Regions from separate parts of the Oryctolagus cuniculus genome. Here region 2 is linked to region 1. The links are chromatin contacts, called in public Micro-C maps. All regions are on one chromosome and are shown on one strand. Each heading gives the region's core, a stretch centred on a gene start, on an enhancer-like site or on the middle of the called end of the contact. The rest is flanking DNA. Distances are from core to core; before and after follow the strand shown.

Region 1 (3,882 bases), core at 470-2,969:
CAAGCAGCGGCGGCGGCGGCCGCGACCGCTCGGACCCCAGGCCGAAGACCAGAGGCTCCGGGCCCAGGGGCCCCGCCGCCGCCGCCGCACCCGCACCCGCGACTGGAAACGCCTCGGGCGGGAGAGTGCAAAGGCCAAGCCAGACCCCGCGATCGCGAGGCGGGCGGCCGGCCGGGAGCTGCACCTCGGCCAGGGGATGCCGACACGGGTCTTGCGCCGGGCGGCCCAGGAGCCCCTCCGGCGGAGGGCCCGGAGCATTGTTCCACTCGGGCCCGCGGGCCGCGCACAGGCCCGGGCACGCGCTCACGCGAGCGCGCACACGCTCCCAGACACTCACACCACCCGCCCGCGGCGCGCTGCCCCGCACGCTCCCGCCCGCCCCCGCCGCACACGCCGCGGATCCGCCCCCCGAGCTGCCCCGACCCGCGGGGCGCGTGTGCCGGCCCGCAAGCGCGCGCATTCACACACTCACACGCGCGGGGGCCTCGGGCGGCTCCGGCTAGCGCGGGACCCCGGCGCGCCAGACCCCCGCGCGGCCCGCACCCGGCCTCGCCTCGCTCCGCCGTGTTTTTATGAATGAAAATGTGGTATGCAAATGAGAGCGATTCAAGAAAACGAAATGGCGGAGCCTGGGCCCCACTGGGCTCCGGAGGGGACCGCCGGGCGGGAGTCACAAAGTCACCAACGCAAAAGCCCACCGACCCCGGGAAGCCCGATCGGGGGTGTCAGCCTTCAGCTCCCGCCGCAAGGCTTGCAGGGTGGGATGGGTGGCGAGAGGGAGCCGGGACCGCCCCGAGGTCACCCGTGCGCCCTTGGCCCCCACGGCGGCCGCTAGCCCGCCGACCCCAGGCGTGCCCCCCGCCAGCACGCGGCAATTTCGGCCCCCTCCTCCCCTCAGCAAGGAAAACCTCGCGCCCGGACCCCGACAGGTCGGCGAGCCGCTGCACCCCACGCCAAGTTCACCCAGCAGCGTCCCCGCCCGCGTCCTCAGCCCCGGCCCCCACGCCGCCCCCTCGGGGCTCCCGCGTCCCACCCCGCGGCCAAACTTACTCGTCCGGGTGTGTTTCTTCGGTCATTTTCCTGTTCACCTAGACGCCTGTCCCGCAGCGGGCAGCTTTGCTCCCTTCATCTTCCTGTCCGCTCACCCCCCTTCTTCACATCTCCAGAGATCGCCTGATTGGGGTGGGGGTGGGGGGAGCGGCTAAAGATGAAGGGGGCGCCGCAGGCAGAAGGGGAAGCAGGGCGGCCGGGGTGCGGGGGAAGGTGCGGGGAAGGGGCGCCGAGGCGAGCCGCTGGGGGAGGCGGCGCCGCGGGCGAGGCGGGCGGGGGCTCCGGGGCGCGCGAGGCGCGGAGGGGCGAGACTGGGGCAGGGGACGGCGGAGGGGGAGAGCAGGAGAAAAACAAGCGCGCCTCGGAGCGGCGGGGACTGCTGAGAGGAGGAGGAGGAGCGGGCCGGCCGCCGGCGGGGGCTGGGCCCGGGGTCGCCCCCGGGGGGCCGGGCCAATCACGGTTCCGGGGAGCGGTCGGCGGCCGGGGGAGGTGCGCCTGGGAGGCGGTGCAGGGCGCCCCGTCCGAGCCCCATCTCTCGACTCCACCGATTTACTCCATATTGGATTCTCACAGCCGCCAACAGGAGGAGGAAGTAGGGCGGAAGCGATGACGTCTTCCCAGCGGCCAGAGGTGGTGGAGTGCAAAAAGCTTCCTACTTGCGACCGAAAAAAAAAAAAAAAAAAAAAAAAAGGAGGAGGAGAAAAAAAAAAAACTTTGTCCCGCCTACTGAGCATGCTCGGCTTCCTTTCCTCCTCCCTCCTGGCCTCCACTCCCGGAGGAGCGGCGGAGCGGAGTTTGCTCAGCGTCGGTCTGGCTCCGAATCCTCTCTGGGCAGGGACTCCGGGTTTTAGGGAGCCCAAGAGGAGGGAGGAGGCGGGCGCGGGAGGCCTCACTCACATCTGGCTCCCGTTTTGCGCCCTCCCTCCTCCCAAACCCCAGGATTCCACGCCGAAGGCGAGGGGTGGGGGAGGCGCTGGGACGCTGGAGCGCTGGGGCTTGGAGGGGAACCACTGCCCCCTCCCCGCATGCGAGGGTCTGGGCGGCGCAGGTGGCAGCGCCTGGCCTCTGCACCCAGCCAACCAGAAACCGAGGGGGAGGGACGGCGTTCGGCTCTGCCAAGGTTCTGAATGGCAGAGGCTTTTCAGTTTCACGTGAATCTCGTGGTCTTTTTTTTTTTTTTTTTGTCGTGATAGAGGAACGGGCGTTTTAAAGTGATTATTATTATTTGTGCACAGAAAAATAAAAATGAATCCAATACAGCCCAGAAACGCTTGAATTTCATAGAAACGGCGGTGTTTCTCGCGTTAAAAGGCAACCCCAAAATAGTTTTTAAATGATCCAGCCAATCTCTCTTGTTGATAGAGGATGGCTCTAGGCCCCTTGGAGGCCGTGTAGTTTCTGAGCCAGAGGTTGCCGGCCCTGTGGGCTTTGGCATCGGTAGAGGGGGCGCTCCCAGCCACTCTCCTGCTTCCACTCGCTCCTCCTCCCCTTTCAAATTATCTTCAAGGTCTCTTGGCTGGGACCTGCTGCAGATTTTCTGGGTGGGCCCAGGCTCTCCAAAAAGGCCCGGTCTGGGCAATGGGCAGGACTGGCTTCCTGTGCATGCCAACTACTATGTGACATAAGCTGTGCTTGGTTCCAGCCTCTCCTGTTGCAGTCTTGAAATTATTTATAATTTTTGAGCAAGGGTCTCTGCACTTGCACTTTGCACTGGGTCCCACGAATTAAACAGCCATTGGGTATTTGCTTCTGCAGTCCTGCTAGAGAGCCAAGGACATGGTCTCTGACCCTTTCTGTTCTCCAAGCACGGTAGACTTTTTCCATCCTCCAGAATATGCCATGAGAAAACCCACAAATTCTGAGTAAATAGAAACCACTGAACAAATTACAAGAATTTTAAATATTTATGTCAAATATGGTGTAGATGAAATACCCCTACTATGAAAATCTGAAATTTTTTGAGCAATGACATGATACCACAAGTGGAAAATTGTTCACTTTGAAACTTTGTTTCATGCACAATATTAAAATATTCTAGAAAATTACCTTCAGACCATGTATATAAGGTGTACATGAAACGTAAATGAATTTCATGACTAAACTTGGACCCCATCCCAAGATGTCTCATCATGCTGTCCATAGCATAATCAGATAAAGAATACAAGTGTTTTGAAAAGGTATCTGGATGTGGAGAGTCACCAGTGCCCTGAAGGTGGTAAGTCTCACCTTTAGACAGGGAGGAAACCCCGGGGTTATCCCGGGCTGCATGCTCCTCACAGCTCTGCTCTTGGTGCACATGGACTGGGCTTCACCACCTTCCATGCTAGTGCTGGTATGTGTGGTACAAGAAGTGCCCTAGATGGGGTGGGTCACCTGGGTTCTGGATTTTCTCTGAGACCCTGCATGAGGCTTTTAGCAATTATTCAGTTTCTTTATAAAACAGGGCCAAGAAGGCCAAACTTGTCTGTCTCCATTTTTGAGGCTAGTAAGAGTCTGAGAGAAGGCACTAAACAAAGCCAAGTTTTCATTGTTCTCTAAGTCTCTGGCTAAGGCATCTGCCCAGTGCTCACCTGTGGCCACTGTTTCTCTTCTTCCTGGGGATGCTGAAAAACATCCCATTCAGTCATTCCTGAACTTCCAAATTAGCTGCCCAACGGCATTTCTTTGGCCTCATCCTCCAGTTTCAGAGTGTCCAAAATGCAAGGTGGTTACTAATTTCTGCAGGTAGCTGAGCTGTGTCACCACTCACTCAGCCAGCTCTCTGCTAATGACAGAGTCCAAGGGCCAGGCAGCCAGGGGAACAATGGAAAACATTCTAAGGTCCAGGAGTCA
Region 2 (3,882 bases), core at 439-2,938, 220 kb before region 1:
TGCATCAATGCACTGTGGGGAGCCAGTGTTATGCTGCTACCTATGATGCTGACATCCTGTATCATCCAGCTCCCTGCTAATGTGCCTGGGAAAGCAGCAGCAGATGGTCCAAAAAGTACTTGAGCCCCTGCCATCCATGTGGGAGACCTGGATGGAGTTCCTGTCTCCTGGATTCAGCTTAGTCCAGACCTGGTTGTTGTAGACATTAGCAGAGTGAGCCCAGAGGAAGGGAAGATCTTTCTCCTTCTCTGCCACTCTGCCTTTTGAATAAATACATGAATTTTTTTAAAAAACGCACTATGGAGTAGGCTGAGGTACCTCAAGGACTGCAAGGCAGGTGAAGAGAAAAGATATTCCCTGAAGGCCCTATAGCCATCCCAACCTAACTACTGCAACTATGGCAGCTTTACTTATTTATTTTTAATCAATTTTATGTGTTGGGGTTCCAAATAAAATTAAATATGAACAAAACACTCAATGCCTTTAGAAGTGTTGAAAACCACTGGTCTAATAAAAGAACAAGGTGAAACTGATAGGCAGCTGCTACTACTATTACTAAAATAATTGGGGGGAGACGTGTGATCCAATTCTAGTTGTTGGATGTGTAGACATGTGGAAGTCACAATTTTAGTTCTCATCTCTCAAAAATGATGCAATGCTTTCTATGAGTTTTAACGTCATTCATTCAATAAATATTTGTTGTGTGTAATAAACACAATGATGTTATTCACAACTCCATGGGAAAGCAATAGCAAAGGCAGGGGTAAAGAACATCTTGGGGTACCAGCAAAGGAGTCAGAGATGGGACAAGCTTAGCATATGAGTATTAGTTTGACAACTGGTTAAAAAGAGAGAAAGTAGGGACATTATAGGTGGGGAGACCCACAGGTTCAAAAGTACAGGATTAATAATAAATGGCTACCCCTGAATGAACGTGTCCTCTAGGCACAGAATTCTATCCTCACAACAACCCACAGACGTATTACTACCATGCACAGACCAGGTTTTGTCCAACAAGACTCGTGAATGGTCGGGCCAGATCTGAAACTGGGGTTGTCTGATTTCAGAGCCCAGGTTCTGGGTTCGATCAGGCACGCGTAGTGAAGAGGGGTGAAGCAACCTGCGGCTACTGGAGGAGGAAGTGGTGGGCGACAAGGCTGCGAATGCAGGCACCTAGTCGACTGTAGACGACTCGGGAAGGCTGTGGAGGTAGCAAATGCATGAGCTCCAAGAAGTGTGGGTATATCCATCCCAGCTCGGGGCACTGAATGGGTCCAGCGGCAACGACGCACTAATTAAGCCATATTCAAGGGGGTTCACAAGGACCTCCGGGTTTGCTTCCAGCCGCCCCGGATGGCCCCTCCGTCACCCTCCACGGCCTCCTCGTGGAGATGTCTTCCACGCGGTGTCTTCCACCTTTCTGCGTCCTCCAGAGTCCGTTAAACAGCGCCCTTGATCCATGCCACACCTTAGGGAGAAAGCCGCAGCTTCCGCGACTTCCGCCGCCATTAAATCCCCACGAAACACCGAACACCAGACGCAGCTTGAGAAAGACCTGCCTGCTCCGCATCCGTGACAGCGGAGCCCTAGCCAGGCCCTCGGGCGGGGCCCCGGCGCTTCTCTGTTTATGATTGGTGCACACAGCTGCCATTCGCGGCCTTCTACGTTCCGTCCCACCCCTTCCGCGCAGGCGGTCAGCTAAATGACGGGCGGGACCGGCGAAGACTTCCGGTTGGGGGAAGAAAGTTGGGGCGAAGGAGGGGCAGTGAAGGAGGAGGAAGAGGCAAGAGCAGGGCGGCGGCGGCTGTAGGTTGTGCGACGGCGGCTCTCCTCCGGACGGACGATGGACAGTCAGGGCAGGAAGGTGGTGGTGTGCGACAACGGCACCGGGGTAAGCGCCTGGACGGGAGGCCGCGGCGGCCACAGGCCTGGGCGGGGATGTTCAGGCGTCGCGAGGCCCTCGGCGCGGCACCTCTGGGCCCTCGCGGCTAAGGGGAACGGGGCGGCACTCCCCGCTCGTGCGGGTGTCGGGAGCGAGCGGGTGGGGCGCTGGTTTCTCCAGAACCTTCCCTCCCGGTAGCCCTGCGGGTCTGGGCGGTGGGCGAGCCCGGGGCGGGACGCCGGTCCCACCTGCCGCCCGCGGGGGCCGGCTTCGTGCACAGAGAGGGGTGGGGTTTGCAATTTGGCTCGAGTGCGGAAGGGGTTAGAGGCTGGGTTCGTGTTTTGGGAGAGGGGCTGCAGCCCCAGGGTCGCGGGTGTGTAGAATGGAGAAACACCTAGAGGCCTTCCTCTTCCTGTCTAGTTGAAGATGCGGAACGCGAGGCAGGAAGTGGGCTCACTGAAGAAAAGGGAAGTGCTGTCATTCAGGGGGCTACGGCCCTTTCTCAGTGTTGCTGCATTTTGTTGATTTGCTTTGGTTTGTTGGTTTGCTTTGGTGTTATCCCTCTTTCTTCTCGGAGCGAGGAGGCGGCTAGACCAACAGCACAGCGTTTGCCCTGTGTTCTCCATGCTGGTAGTTTGGCTCAGGTGCAGCCCTGCAGAGACCAGCGTGTTCTGTTGGATGACTTTGGGGGATCTGGGACCGGCGAGCCCAAGTGTTAATCCCATTGACCTGGGGGAAGTTCAGTCCCCGCCCCCATTTTCCTCCATTAGGTTCAGAATACAGATGATGGTAGTTTTCAAATACCGTAAAAACGTAAAGCACTGATTTAGAAACCATTTGAAAGTTGCTTTAAAAACGTTTAAAAGATGCATTTTGGGTAGCAAAGTCGGCAAATGAGATGCTTACTTATTTTTATGAGTTCTGTGGTGATTGCCGAAACTATTTTTGTGTTGCAACATTTTGTGACTTTTCTCTCCTCCCTTGCGTAAATGCGACATATGACTTAAAATAGATTTTACTTGAACTTTAAAATACTTTGGAAACGGGGGAAAAAAAAAAAGCTGGTATGCATTGAGGTAACTGCCACTGCCCTGCACTGAATTTATTAGATTTTTTACAAGCAGTAATTATACTGGCTTCATCTGAGTATTTAGTACTACAGTAAGAATGTTACAATGGCGTGTCCATAGAAAACACTTTAAAAAAGGAGGCAGATGCACTGCTATGGAGATGTATCTAAAGACAGACTTACTGTTAAATTACAGACAAGTTTATGATTCCACTTACGTGAGTGTTCTTCATTAAAAATACTTACCTGTCCACAAACTTCTGCCTGTGTGTTGAAGTTTTGGTGGGAGACATAAGAAATGGTGCCTGTGAGACAAGGAATAAGGGAGTTAAGAAAGACAGGGAAAACTTCACAACCCTTCTGAATTACTGGGAAAATGTTTCTTAAAGCAGATGTTGCTAAACTATATTTAAATGAAGTCAACTATAAACATGTTATTTTTACAATTAATACTCAGTTAAAGATGCTTTTAGAAAAATATTAGCTTGATTTCCATTTTAGTCTCAAGTTCTAAGAAAATTTAAAAATTTAAAGCTTTAAAAATTAAATTTAAAATACTTTGTTTTGTGACTGTCAAATACTTTTAGAAACTCTATCCAATAATATTTATATGGATTCCTCTGAGTGGCTCTAGATAAAGAATCCTTTATGTATTTATAGAATATGGGAGCTTTTGATGTTAGAATGGGAATGTTAGCCATAGCTAATTTTTATGTTACTATTTTGTTTAGCTCACATTAAAAAGCTGATTGTGTATATTGTCAGTTAGTCTTGTATCTAGTTCATAGTTTAAAAATCCTGTTCCTTAACACAAAAGATGAGTTATTGCACAAATGAAAAAAATATAGTTAATCCAAATAAAAACTGATGTGTTTGGTGTTATGCTTCTGATTAAAGTTTTGTCTAGGTTTTTTTATAGATATGATTGATT

Evidence for each region. A called contact is a pair of places that touch in the nucleus more often than the background predicts.
Region 2: a Micro-C map of ear pinna shows a contact between it and region 1, with 2.9 times the contacts expected there. The contact joins the promoter of ACTR2 here to the promoter of SPRED2 in region 1. A contact is called at or near these places in 2 of 6 Hi-C or Micro-C datasets (ear pinna and skin fibroblasts).

Annotation. Positions count from the first base shown.
Region 1 is chr2:137,295,458-137,299,339 of mOryCun1.1, reverse strand. SPRED2 (sprouty related EVH1 domain containing 2) reads right to left here and starts at 1,719. Exons shown (of 6, transcript XM_017340722.3): 1 at 1,051-1,719. The coding sequence starts at 1,076.
Region 2 is chr2:137,511,115-137,514,996 of mOryCun1.1, reverse strand. ACTR2 (actin related protein 2) reads left to right here and starts at 1,688. Exons shown (of 9, transcript XM_008254327.3): 1 at 1,688-1,891. The coding sequence starts at 1,844.